Linked DNA regions of Sus scrofa: all the other regions are linked to region 2. A link is a contact called in public Hi-C data. All regions are on one chromosome and are shown on one strand. The core of a region is the stretch at or near the end of the contact, and the rest is flanking DNA. Distances in the headings are between cores, read along the strand shown. Region 1 overlaps IRF2 (interferon regulatory factor 2). Region 2 holds the start of LOC106506214 (collagen alpha-1(I) chain). Region 3 has its middle 77 kb from the start of ENPP6.

What was found. A called contact is a pair of places that touch in the nucleus more often than the background predicts.
Region 1: a contact with region 2 is called in a Hi-C map of liver, with 1.6 times the contacts expected there. The contact joins the enhancer-like site here to the promoter of LOC106506214 in region 2. A contact is called at or near these places in 6 of 47 Hi-C or Micro-C datasets (alveolar macrophages, blood, heart right ventricle and 2 more) and 2 of 2 datasets of contacts at active chromatin or transcription factors (alveolar macrophages and skeletal muscle).
Region 3: a Hi-C map of liver shows a contact between it and region 2, with 4 times the contacts expected there. The contact joins the enhancer-like site here to the promoter of LOC106506214 in region 2. A contact is called at or near these places in 1 of 5 promoter capture datasets (liver), 4 of 47 Hi-C or Micro-C datasets (liver and subcutaneous adipose tissue) and 2 of 2 datasets of contacts at active chromatin or transcription factors (alveolar macrophages and skeletal muscle).

The regions. Positions count from the first base shown.
Region 1 is chr15:45,565,098-45,568,838 of Sscrofa11.1, reverse strand. The region is part of intron 9 of IRF2 (interferon regulatory factor 2); the gene reads left to right. Among named protein-coding and RNA genes, the nearest start is that of ENPP6, 130 kb to the right of the region's middle. Within about 2 kb of position 1,953, at least 28 of the 83 cell types and tissues checked have an H3K27ac peak or open chromatin away from gene starts, as enhancers often do. A contact at or near this core is called in alveolar macrophages and liver, where this site is marked.
Region 2 is chr15:45,632,227-45,635,743 of Sscrofa11.1, reverse strand. It overlaps LOC106506214 (collagen alpha-1(I) chain), which reads left to right and starts at 1,587. Exons shown (of 1, transcript XM_021075624.1): 1 at 1,587-3,517. The coding sequence starts at 2,080. The coding sequence ends at 2,691. All of the region lies in intron 4 of IRF2 (interferon regulatory factor 2), which reads left to right.
Region 3 is chr15:45,516,682-45,520,258 of Sscrofa11.1, reverse strand. No RefSeq gene overlaps it. Among named protein-coding and RNA genes, the nearest start is that of ENPP6, 77 kb to the right of the region's middle. Within about 2 kb of position 1,343, at least 23 of the 83 cell types and tissues checked have an H3K27ac peak or open chromatin away from gene starts, as enhancers often do. A contact at or near this core is called in liver and skeletal muscle, where this site is marked.

The DNA of each region.
Region 1 (3,741 bases), core at 704-3,203, 67 kb after region 2:
CTTGAACGGAACTTGTATTCTCGCTCCAGCGCTGGAATCCAGAACCTCAGGGGTTTTTTGCCCTTTTTTTGTCCTCAGTACCTGTTGGTCCTTTACATTTTGCTCTGTTTTGTAAACAGTTAGGGCTTCTGATGCTGGCAGAACCGGAAGGATCAGTCAGCGAGCGCTCCAAGAGCAAGCCTCACGTCTGAGCACCTTCATCTGTGGGTTCGCAGTTGAGTAACAGACAGATGGCAGCCGCCCCTCGTTCCTGGGGTTTGGAGTCTGGGAAGTAGAATCGCGTAAGCAGGGTCTCCGTCACACCTTGAGCTCTCTGGCAGAGCTCGGCCTAAAGGAGGGGCAGAGCCTGGTTGATATGCAGCATCTGCTGGACCTCAGGGAGGGGCAGCTTTGCCCTCCTCCAGGGCTCACGGCTGGATGGGGCACTTGGCATAGAGACAGATGGTCCCACAGTCACTTGGGGCTAAGCGAGGTCTTGGAGAGTGAGCATTCTCACTTCCCCTCTGAAGTGAGGCCACTTGTCTGCCTGGGAGCCCAGCTTCAAGGCCAAGAGCTGCTTCACCAGCACCTGGGTTTTTACCATCCCTTTCTCAGCAGGCTGTCCCTGCAAGCCTGCCCACTGAGCCCTTTTAAAAAGGGAAGATATATGCCCATCTTCCAGGCACGCTTTCTTAAGATTCAGCTTATTTGGAGGGAGCTGGTTGGCTTTTGGAGCACCCCTTCATTAAAGAGGTGAAGTCAGCCTCAGATAAAATATGCCACATAAATGTCAGAATTGGACCTGTTTTCTTTACCTTTTCTTTTCTTTCTTTCTTTCTTTCTTTCTTTCTTTCTTTCTTTCTTTCTTTCTTTCTTTCTTTCTTTCTTTCTTTCTTTTTTCTTTCTTTCTCTCTCTCTCTCTCTCTCTCTCTCTCTCTCTCTCTCTCTCTTCTCTCTTTCTTTCTTTCTTTAACATTTTGGTCTGGTCTTCAGTATGCAAATATTGTCTCAGGTTGCTGGTTCTTTGCCCTTTGGTATGATTGGTGCTACATAGGGTTGGTGCTAATTTAATGAGTCATTACTCCCCAGGCAAAGAGAGAGGCCAGGTTTGGTGAGAGAATCACCTACTGGATAAAATGAGTCCCTCCTAATAACAAAGTAATAGTGGATGGCAGTAAAATGAGTCTGAATATCACTTTCAAATTCATGACCTTATGAAGCTATGTAATGATATACAAAGTGGATCCTTGCAAGTATTTTAAAGAAATGAGTGTCACTGCAAACAGTAGCACCACCTCAGATTTTAAAGCCTTCCCAAATCTTTTTTCTACACTCTCCCATGTGACCAATAATTAGGCATCCTAGCCTTTACTAGTCTTGCTTTACCTTTTAAAAAATGCTTTATTTAAAAATGACACTGTTTCCTGCTTTCCATTCATTTGTTTCTAAACTCAGAGTTCCTTCCAGTTTTGAATCCAGGAACAGGGATGAAAGCCTCAAGATGTTTTCATTCTGCTCTCATAAGGATGTGTTTATAAGATTTAAAAATGGGAGCTTGAAACAAGTCCTTCACACGAGACGTTTTTCCTGTTGTTGGTAGGCTCTGTCGCTAGGGAAATAGATTGAAAATCAATACCTTAATCCATTGGAGACCAGCCACTAGTACATTTTTAATTCTGGAGAAGGTGACTATTTGGTAAGTGCATCCAGTAAATGTGTAAAACACAAAATGTACTGTTACCCTGACAGATGAACTCTTGAAGGATTGCTGCTATGTGGTTTTATTCTGGTGGCAAATCATAGCAGAAAAACACATGCGTGTAAACACACACATGCGTGTGCACAGGCAGGCACACACTCATGGCCAGTGGGCAGTATCCAGGTCTTGCCTTCTTGTCCGTGACAGCTGAATGGTCCAGATTCAGTTGGCTGTGCACTCAGTCTGAGTGCGGTGTCTCAAACCAGATCTTCTACTGTTTTCTCTCTCCCGTGTGTTTAAATGCACAGGAGAGCCACCCCTAAAGACCTTTCCTGCTAGCCCTTTAAGGGGAGGGAGAAAAAAAACTCCTGATTTTTATTTTTACTTTTCTTTCACATTGAATTATTTCGTGTGTGTGGCAACTTCTGTTTTTAGGAAGCGGAAGAAGCCAGCAAACATGTTGAATTGTTCTGACAATACCCTGCTGGCATGTTGCCCGGGTCAGCAGTGCTTCTGCTGAGCCGTATTGAAATCACCTCCAGGCCAGTGTGAAAAGTTTGCAGGTGCAGACATTCTGTCTCACTGGCCCAGGCGGGGCCTCATAACCCCATTGTGTTTCTTGATAAAAGGTAACCCCACCCTTCAAGACAGCAAAGATAGCTGTGAAATAAGGGAGGCTATTCATTGCTTTGAAGTCAATCGAACGGGCCTTAGGCACAGGCACAGGCAGTTAGGAAATAATGTCATTTGGATTTTGTCTTGATTGGGGCTGCCCCCAATGCACCTTCTAGGACATCCTTTTTTATGGTGATTGCTTCCGAATATGACTAACTTTATCTAAAGTAAACCTTGAGTAGCATTTTTTTTTTTCTTTTAGCCAGACTTAGAAACTTGAGTATCAACAGGAGCAGAACAACAGCAGCAAAATAAAGGGAAAAGGAGCAGAACAGATTCACAACTTAGAGGCCAAACTGAGGGTCCCCCCTCCCTGGGACCTCACAGTTCTAACTCAAGACTGGCAGTCTCTGGCACGTGAATTCATAAGGACTTGAGTGTGGTCACAGGGGACGCTGGACTGTGGAATTGTCTTCATCTTTTCCAGCTCCCGGCTTCCCCTTTCTTTTTGCCATTTCCCCTGGTGCTGAAGATATGAAAAATCTCATCTGCACAATAAACAGTAGCTTTGGGGTGGCCGTTACACAGAAGGCCCCCCTCTTGAGAAGGACCCAGGAAAGGCTTTCCAAGCTGGTGCTCTGTAGGCTTTGTGCTGTCCCCTTCTCCCCGGGGCTCAGTTGCTCACCTCACAGTAGTAAAGGCCAGAGTCAAAGCATCCAGATCTATCAGGATGCCTAGAAAACGCTCAGCAATAGGAAAGTCCGTGCGAGATGTGAACCGAGTTATCACAGGAAGTTCCTGTGGTGGCTTAGCGGGTTATCAACCCAGCTAGCATCTATGAGGATGCGGGTTAGATCCCTGGCCCCACTCAGCGGGTTCAGAATCTGGCATTGCCGGGCTGTGATGTAGGTCGCAGATGTGACTTGGGTTGCTGTGACTGTGGTGTAGGTTGGCGGCTGCAGTTCCAATTCGACCCCTAGCTCAGGTGCATCCCTAAAAAAGCCAAAAAAAAAAAAAAAAAAAAGTAGCACGAGACATCCAGACACAGAGCTGACATCTTGTTTTTCTTCAGTGACCTGGACCTTGAAACAGCCACAGTCACAAAGGTGAGACTGTGTGGGATGTGCCCTCTGTCCCCACGTGTACCAGGAGCCCTGGGCAATGGAGTTGAGCTGTTGTTTTTTTCAAACTTAAGGAGTTTTTTATTTACTCAAGAAAGCTGCCAATTTTTTCCCGAGGCTATGTATATTTTTCTCCTTCCCCCTCTCTAGCCACCTCCACCTCATTTATAATTAACTATCAAACCCTGTTTTCCCTCTTCGTAGTTCGCAAGTCCATCCCCTTCTTTCTATTTTTGATACAACACACAGTCACCTTCGCTCTCGCCTGAGCTCTGCTTCCACGTTGCCCCTTCTCCCCACAGAGTAATTTCTTTAAAAATGCCGCTC
Region 2 (3,517 bases), core at 338-2,837:
TGCCCAGCTAGTAAGTTAAAGAGGCCAAGTTTGAACCTGGCTGCAAGTACTACAGTATAAAACCTCAATCCTGGACCAGCCACATGAAGACTCTTTCAGGAAAATTAGCTATCACCCTTGCCCATCTCATCCTGCAGTAGGGTCACTTCCGTTGCACACTCAGGCTGGGAGAGTGCTGCTGTTGACTTACTAGGGGAAGGCCTTTCTTATCGCCCCCCCAAAAGAGCTCCAGGCGGTGTCCCAGATGACCGGCAGCCCCTCAAAGGGTTACACTGTCAACTACCGATAAGGGTTCAAATAAAGTGCAGGACGTCGCGACACTTGGCCCCTTGGCCCAGTCATTGCACTAATATCTAAGTAATGCTATCTTGTCGGTTAATTGCTCCTTTTGTTCCTTGAAGTGGGAAGTGTTACAAAGTGAGTTTTTATTCACTCAGAAAACAGGCTCTAGATGTCTCTTACACCTGCCCCACCAACTGGATGGCAAGAGCTTTGCTTCCCCGGCACGTCCTCCTCCTCCTTCCTTCCCACCCTCAGGTTACGTTTAGGATGGAGAGTCAGGTAGGTAGGTACCTGCCTTTCCCTCCTACCGTTAACAGCTTCTGGCCGGAACCCAAGCTCGCGGCCCGTAACCCCCCGGGTCCCCGCTCGAGTGTGAGCGCGGGAGTGTGAGCGCCGGGAGGTGCGAGCAACAGACTCGCGAGCAGCCGCTTGTTGCTCCTGCTGCCGCGTCGTGGGGAAGTGAAAATGAAATTGACTTTTCCGAGAAATGATGAAAGCCGTGCGGCCGGCCAATGAACGGCGGCGGCGAACTTCCGCACCTCCCGGCCGGGCTGCTCGAGCCCTCCCTCCGCCTCCACCTCCCGGTTGCACAAGCTTGAAACAAACACTGGGGAGGAAGGGCGGAGGGAGGAGGGAGGAGGGAGGAGGGGGGAGCGAGGGAGGGAGGGAGGGAGGGAGCGAGGCTGGCAGGAGGGCGGGGGGTGGGGGGATTTCCAGCCTCAGCGCTTCGCAGTTTCCTCTCCTTGTTTTGCTTTCGATCTGGACTGTTCTCAGGCAAGCCGGGGAGTAACTTTTAGTTTTGCTCCTGCGATTATTCAACTGACGGGCTTTCATTTCCATTTCACACACCCTAGCAACACTTAAGCCTTGCGGAATTGTATTGGTAGCGTGAAAAAGCACACTGAGAGGTAACATTTTTCAAATAATAGTTGTGACTGTGCGTGTGTGTTTTTCTCGAGGGCATGTTTATGAGGACTGGAGGGGATCTGTGTGTGCGCGCGTCCTGATGGTTTGACACGATGTTTGGCAGACGGAAAATGCTGAGGTTCATAAATATTAATACTGATTTTTGGAGGAACAGTCGGCGCTATTATGGATCATCTGATTTTAGGGAAAGCAGGTTTCTGCTGCTGTTGCTGCTGCTACTGGGGCTGCTGAGGCTGCAAGGAGGAGGAGGAGGTAAAGAGGGAGGAGGAGGAGGAGGAGGTTAGTGGAGGTTTAATTTCACTTTTGGATTTGCAGATGCGGAGAGGTGGCTCCATGGACACAGACCTGCTCTGTGTGATTCTGCACCCCAGGTGTTGGGGGGGGTGCAGGACTGTTGGAGTCGGGCCTCCTTTTAAAACAAAATTATCGGGTGCATGTGGGTGCGTGTGTATGTTTACAGACGCCGTAGCCACCAGATCCTAAGGAGAGAAGCGGGTCCTTCTCGGTGCCCGGCGGCAGTGGCTCTCTCCCGGCAGCTTCTGGCATAAATAGACAGGAACCCGCCGACCGCCCGCAGCCTGCGCCCCGCGTCTGGCCGGGAGAGGCACCTCCCGCCGCGGCCAAAGGAAACTTGATGCGGAGCCCGGCGGCGGTCCCAGGGCTCGCCCGCCTGCCGGACTCGGGGAAGGGTCGCGGGCGTCGGGTGCCAGCGGCCGGGGCCGGCGGGCGGGCTCGGAACCCGGCTGGGCGCCGGGCCTGGCCGGCGCGCCCGGCTTCCTGGGGGCTGGGCCGCTGCCGCCACCGCCCGGGAGGGACGCCGCGTCCTCCTTCCCGCCGGCCAGCGCCCGGGCTGGCCCTGGGGCCTTGTCGATGCACTTGTCCCGGCGCGCCGGGGGCTCGGGCGGCGCGTCCTGGGAGGGCGCCGCGCCCAGGGGTCAGCGGCCCCGGCCGCGGCCTAGCGCCGGGCGCCTCCGGGTCCCCGCGGGCGCCCCCGGGCCGGCCTCGCGCGCTGGGCCTGACCCGCCTCGGCTACGGAGCGGGCGAGGTGGGGGCGGGGAGCCTCCGGGGACCGAGCGGCGCCCTGCTGGCAAGCCCGGGTGCCGGCTCCCCTGGGGGTCCCGGGGCGCGGGCGGCGGCGGGGTGGGGACGCGTGTGCCCGCCCCGCGCCCTCCGATCCCGCTCGGGGCGCCGAGTGGCATTCGCCCGCCGGCCAAACGTGGTTGGTGCAAAGCCGCGGCCGCCACTTCCTTTCCGCCTCGCGGGCCGGGCTCGCCCACCAAGCGATGCCCGCTGTGGCCGATCGTGGCGCCCGCCCGCTCGCGGGGCTACGGCCTGGGACCCGGCCCCGAGAGGGCTCGGGCAGCCTTTCCAAGTTCCAGGGGCTTCAGGATGCAACTCATCCCCTTCCGAGGACGCACTGGCGTCTGGGTTTGGGCCGCACGTGTGGCTGCGTTGGCCGCCCTCACCCCCTTGCCCCTTTAGAGGGGAAGAAGAGGGCAGGAGGCTGGCAGCCAGAGCCGGGCTCAGAAACGGTCTTCCCAGCGCCGGACGAGGTGCCCGAGTCAGTCGGTGTAGGCAGGACCCCTGGTCATCGGCTGTGAACGTGACCCCTGGGACTGGCAGTCGAGGTTGCCCCATACTTGCGGCTTGGCGTTTAGTAGTTTTCACCCCCTCTGTATAGTGTTTGTAACTTAGGGATATTTTACCCGCTCCCTTCCCCCAGTGTGGGCTACGGGTAGTGCTCCCAGCCCTGGGTTAAGAATATTCGGAGGTTTCCTAGTTGAGGAAAAGTGCCAGCATTTACCTTCTGCCACTGGCCTCCCTGTTGCTGTGACTAGGTCTGCTTTTGATGAATGGCAAGGGAGGGTGGAGGATAGTTACATTTCCTGTTGTGGATTTTCAGGAATCACCGAGGTTGCTGTCAAGCTTGCATTCACTTATTAGTTTTCAAACCGACTGCAGATAACATTGGAACTTAGCAGCCTGAGCTTTTTTTGGTGTTTAAGGCAGGTGCAGACAGGGGGCTGGTGACAGACTGGGACCAGGTCGATGGTCTTGAAGTTAGGCAGGCGCATGCTCCGCTCCCTTACCAAGACCTGGAGGGTGACCCCTGTTTAATCCCATGCACACACATTCAGGACTTTCTAGTTTTCTCACCCCACCCCCATCATTCCTTTTTTAGAGGGGGGGAAAGGGTAGAAATAGAAACCTAAGAAATCCTGGAAAAACTTGTGTTTTCTAAGGAAACTTCAACAGATGGACGGTTTAGGACTCAACCAGGCATTTTGAAGCGGTAAAGTTGGAAGGA
Region 3 (3,577 bases), core at 94-2,593, 120 kb after region 2:
ACCCATGATGGAGACAATCTGCAAAAATACTGAATCATTCTGCTGCACACCTGAAACTAATATAATATTGTAAATCAACTATACTTCAAGTCAAAAATAATAATGAAAATTGAGTTACAATGGATTCGTGAATGCCAATAAGGTGCAAATTAAATACCTAAGTGAACTGGGTTTAAATTACACATTAAGGGGTTCTTTTCAGGGCAATTATGAATTCCTCTCTGGAAGGCTTTAAAAAGAGGATCCATTAAACTTGGTTGAGGGACTTTCTGTTGTGGCTCAGCAGGTTAAGAACCGGACTAGTATCCATGAGGATGTGGGTTCGATCCTTGGCCCACTCAGTGGGCAAGGATCCGGCATTGCTGTGAGCTGCAGCATAGGTTGAAGATGCAGCCTGGATCTGGTGTTGCTGTGGCGTGGTGTAGGCTGGCAGTGGAAGCTCCAATTCGACCCCTAGCCTGGGAATTTCCATATGCTGCAGGTGTGGCCCTTAAAAAAAAAAAAGGCCAACTTGGTTTAAACAGGGATTTATTATAGGTAAGAGGAGGAAGAAGTTAGGGAGTGGCTATGCCTGCAGGTGTAAATATTTGCTTGCCCGTTGGTTCAGCAAATCACAGTGCTGCCACACCCACTTGCCTCCAAAGTATCTGATTTGAAGCTGGTATGGTGAGAATCATGTTGACCTTTGTGTTCTAAAGGAGGGACATGAAATACAGTGGACCTTGACCTTCCGTTAACACCGCAGAGAAACAATCTCCATAATCCACTAAACGCCAATCATCCCACTGGATTAGCAAACTATTTTTCCATGTATCATATCCCAGCACAATGATTTGGAGAAAAGCTTGGGAAGTTGGCACAAGTACAGTACAGTACAGGATGAGGGGGGACGGGGGGTGGAGAGGAAAGAAAAGGACTTACATGTTTTTGAAAATTGCTGCCAAAAGATAAGGTTGTTTATGCAACGTCCAACACGGATGGGGGCGGGGAGGACGCTGTGAAACCAGGACAGAGAGAACTTCAGTCAGCAAATAAATACACGATTCACAGGAGCCAGTGGGTGTGGAGAAGGGCTGGGAAGGGACTGAGTCTGTAAATAGTCAGAGAGTAATAATTTTTGAAGGCATATCTAGGGCTAGGTGTCGGATTTAATTGCGTTTATAAGGAACGACAATTTGGAGTCTACAGACAACTTCTCTAATGAAGCACCAGACTGCAAATAGAGGTCTCTTAATAGACTCTGATTAGTGGATTCAGAGGATGACATCCCACATCCTGGGGGCCAGATGGCTGTGTCACTGGCCTGGCCCTGACCTCTGGGTAATAGGACCGTGTCATCAGAGAAGAGGTGTTGGACAGGCATTGAGGCCAACTGGAAGATTATGAAAGAAGTCAGTCATCTATACGAGTCCTGGCTCTTACCAGGAAGTGATCTAAAAAAATGAAAATAAATATGCATATCAGAAATTGGAACAGATTTTTTACTGAAAGGATGTTTGGAGACGTTCATTCACTTCAAGGTGTTAAAACTCACTTTTGGAGTTCCCTCTGTGGTGCAGCGGAATCGGTGGTGTCTCTGGAGTGCTGGGACGCAGGTTTGATCCCCAACACCCCACAGTGGGTTAAGGATCTGGCATTGCCGAAGCTGCAGTGTAGGTCGCAACTGTGGCTTAGATCTGACCCCTGGTCCTGGAACTCCATATGGCACAGGGCAGCCAAAAAAAAAAAAAAAAAGAAAGAAAGAAAAAAAGCCAAAAACAACTCCCTTTCTCTCTGAGTGGAGACACTGAGACCTCCATGCTGCTCTGGGCTCTGCGTGTGCCCAGACCCTGCCGGAGACCTCTATCAGGTAGGGATAGCTCCAGGGGAGGAAGCCCTTCTTGAATACAAAGCAGAGACTTTGATGAAAGTTTCTCAGTGACAAGCTCCTTTATCTCTCATCAATGTTCAGGAGGCAAGTTCCAAAATCCTCCCTAAGCAGAACTTGAAGAGATCCGAGGCACTGTCCTAAAGCCTGGGGAATTCATCCTAAGGCAGATGGACTGGGGGTATGGGTGCGGGACCTCAATCCAGCCAGGGTCAGGGTTTTCTCAGTGGGGGCAAAGCAGTGGCTCTGCTGGGGCACCTCTCCCAGAAGATCCCAGCCCAGAGAGAGGGTCAGGTCTGAATGTCCACGGGACTGTTTATGACATTGGATAAAGCTCAGGCTGGGACACCTGGAGGCATCAGATTAAGATTTAGGGAGTTCCCATTGTAGCTCAGTGGGTTTAGAATAGGACTAGTATCCATGAGGATATGGATTCGATCCCTGGCCTCGCTCAGTGAGTTAAGGATCCAGCATTGCTGTGGCTGTGGTGTAGATCACAGATGTGGCTCGGATCTGGTGTTGCCGTGGCTGTGGCATAGGCTCCGATTCAGCCCCTAGCCTGGAACTTCCATAATGCTGAGGGACCCGCCATAAAAAAAAAAAAAAAAAAAAAAAAAAAAAAAGATTTGAATGTTGGCTGAATGCTTATGTGTGAATTTTATTTTGAAGCTGTGACTTCCTGAATGTTGTGGCCAATTCACGCACTGGAGCAGGGTGAGCTGTTATCACTCTGTAAGAGATATCTCCCCAGGAGTTCCTATCATGGTGCGGTGGTTAACAAATCTCACTAGGAACCATGAGGTTGTGTGTTCGGTCCCTAGCCTTGCTCAGTGGGTTAAGGATCCGGCGTTGCCATTGCTGTGAGATGTGGTGTAGGTTGCAGATGCGGCTCGGATCCCGCGTTGCTGTGGCTGTGGCGTAGGCTGGTGGCTACGGCTCCAATTAGACCCCTAGCCTGGGAACCTCCATATACCACAGAAGCGGCCCAAGAAATGGCAAAAAGACAAAAAAAAAAAAAAAAAAAGATATCTCCCCAGATTTCTGGATGGTTTCTTGAGTCAATAGATATCTGCCACTGCCGAGAAGTAATGTAGCCCCTACGTTATGGGCTCACAGGCCCAAAGATGGAGCATCACGCATATCTTTCCATCCACTTCTATTTGGAGACCCCAGAAGAGGGGGAGAAGGTAATTTCTGCAGCAGCATTTGCCGTTCCACAGCTGAAAGAGGAAGTAATACTGAAAGTAGGAAGGCGACATTTTGAAAATGCCTATGGAATTCACTGAGCATCATAAAGCAGCCTGTCTTTAAAACCTCCTAAGAAATCACCACTAGGGATGTATTTTTTTTCAGATCCTTAGGATGATCTGTCTTGTAGCTGTTGTAAAATGGAAGAATTGCCCCAAGATCTTTATAGCTTTTCTGACCACCTGCTGAAAATACAGTGGACATGGAAATCCAAAAGCAGCACCAAATTTCTTGCTAAGAGGAAACCCCTCTCCCATTAGTTGCTTCCCACTAAAGTTTGTGTTTGTTTGCTTTTCAGCTGTGCCTGCCGCATGTGGCATGTGGAAGTTCCCAGGCCAGGAATGGAACCTGGGCCACAGCAGTGACAAGGCTGTATCCTTAACCACTGGGCTACCAGGGAACTCCATCACACAATGGTTTTTCATAAGATGGTGTTTAAGACCATTTTTCTATAGATTCACC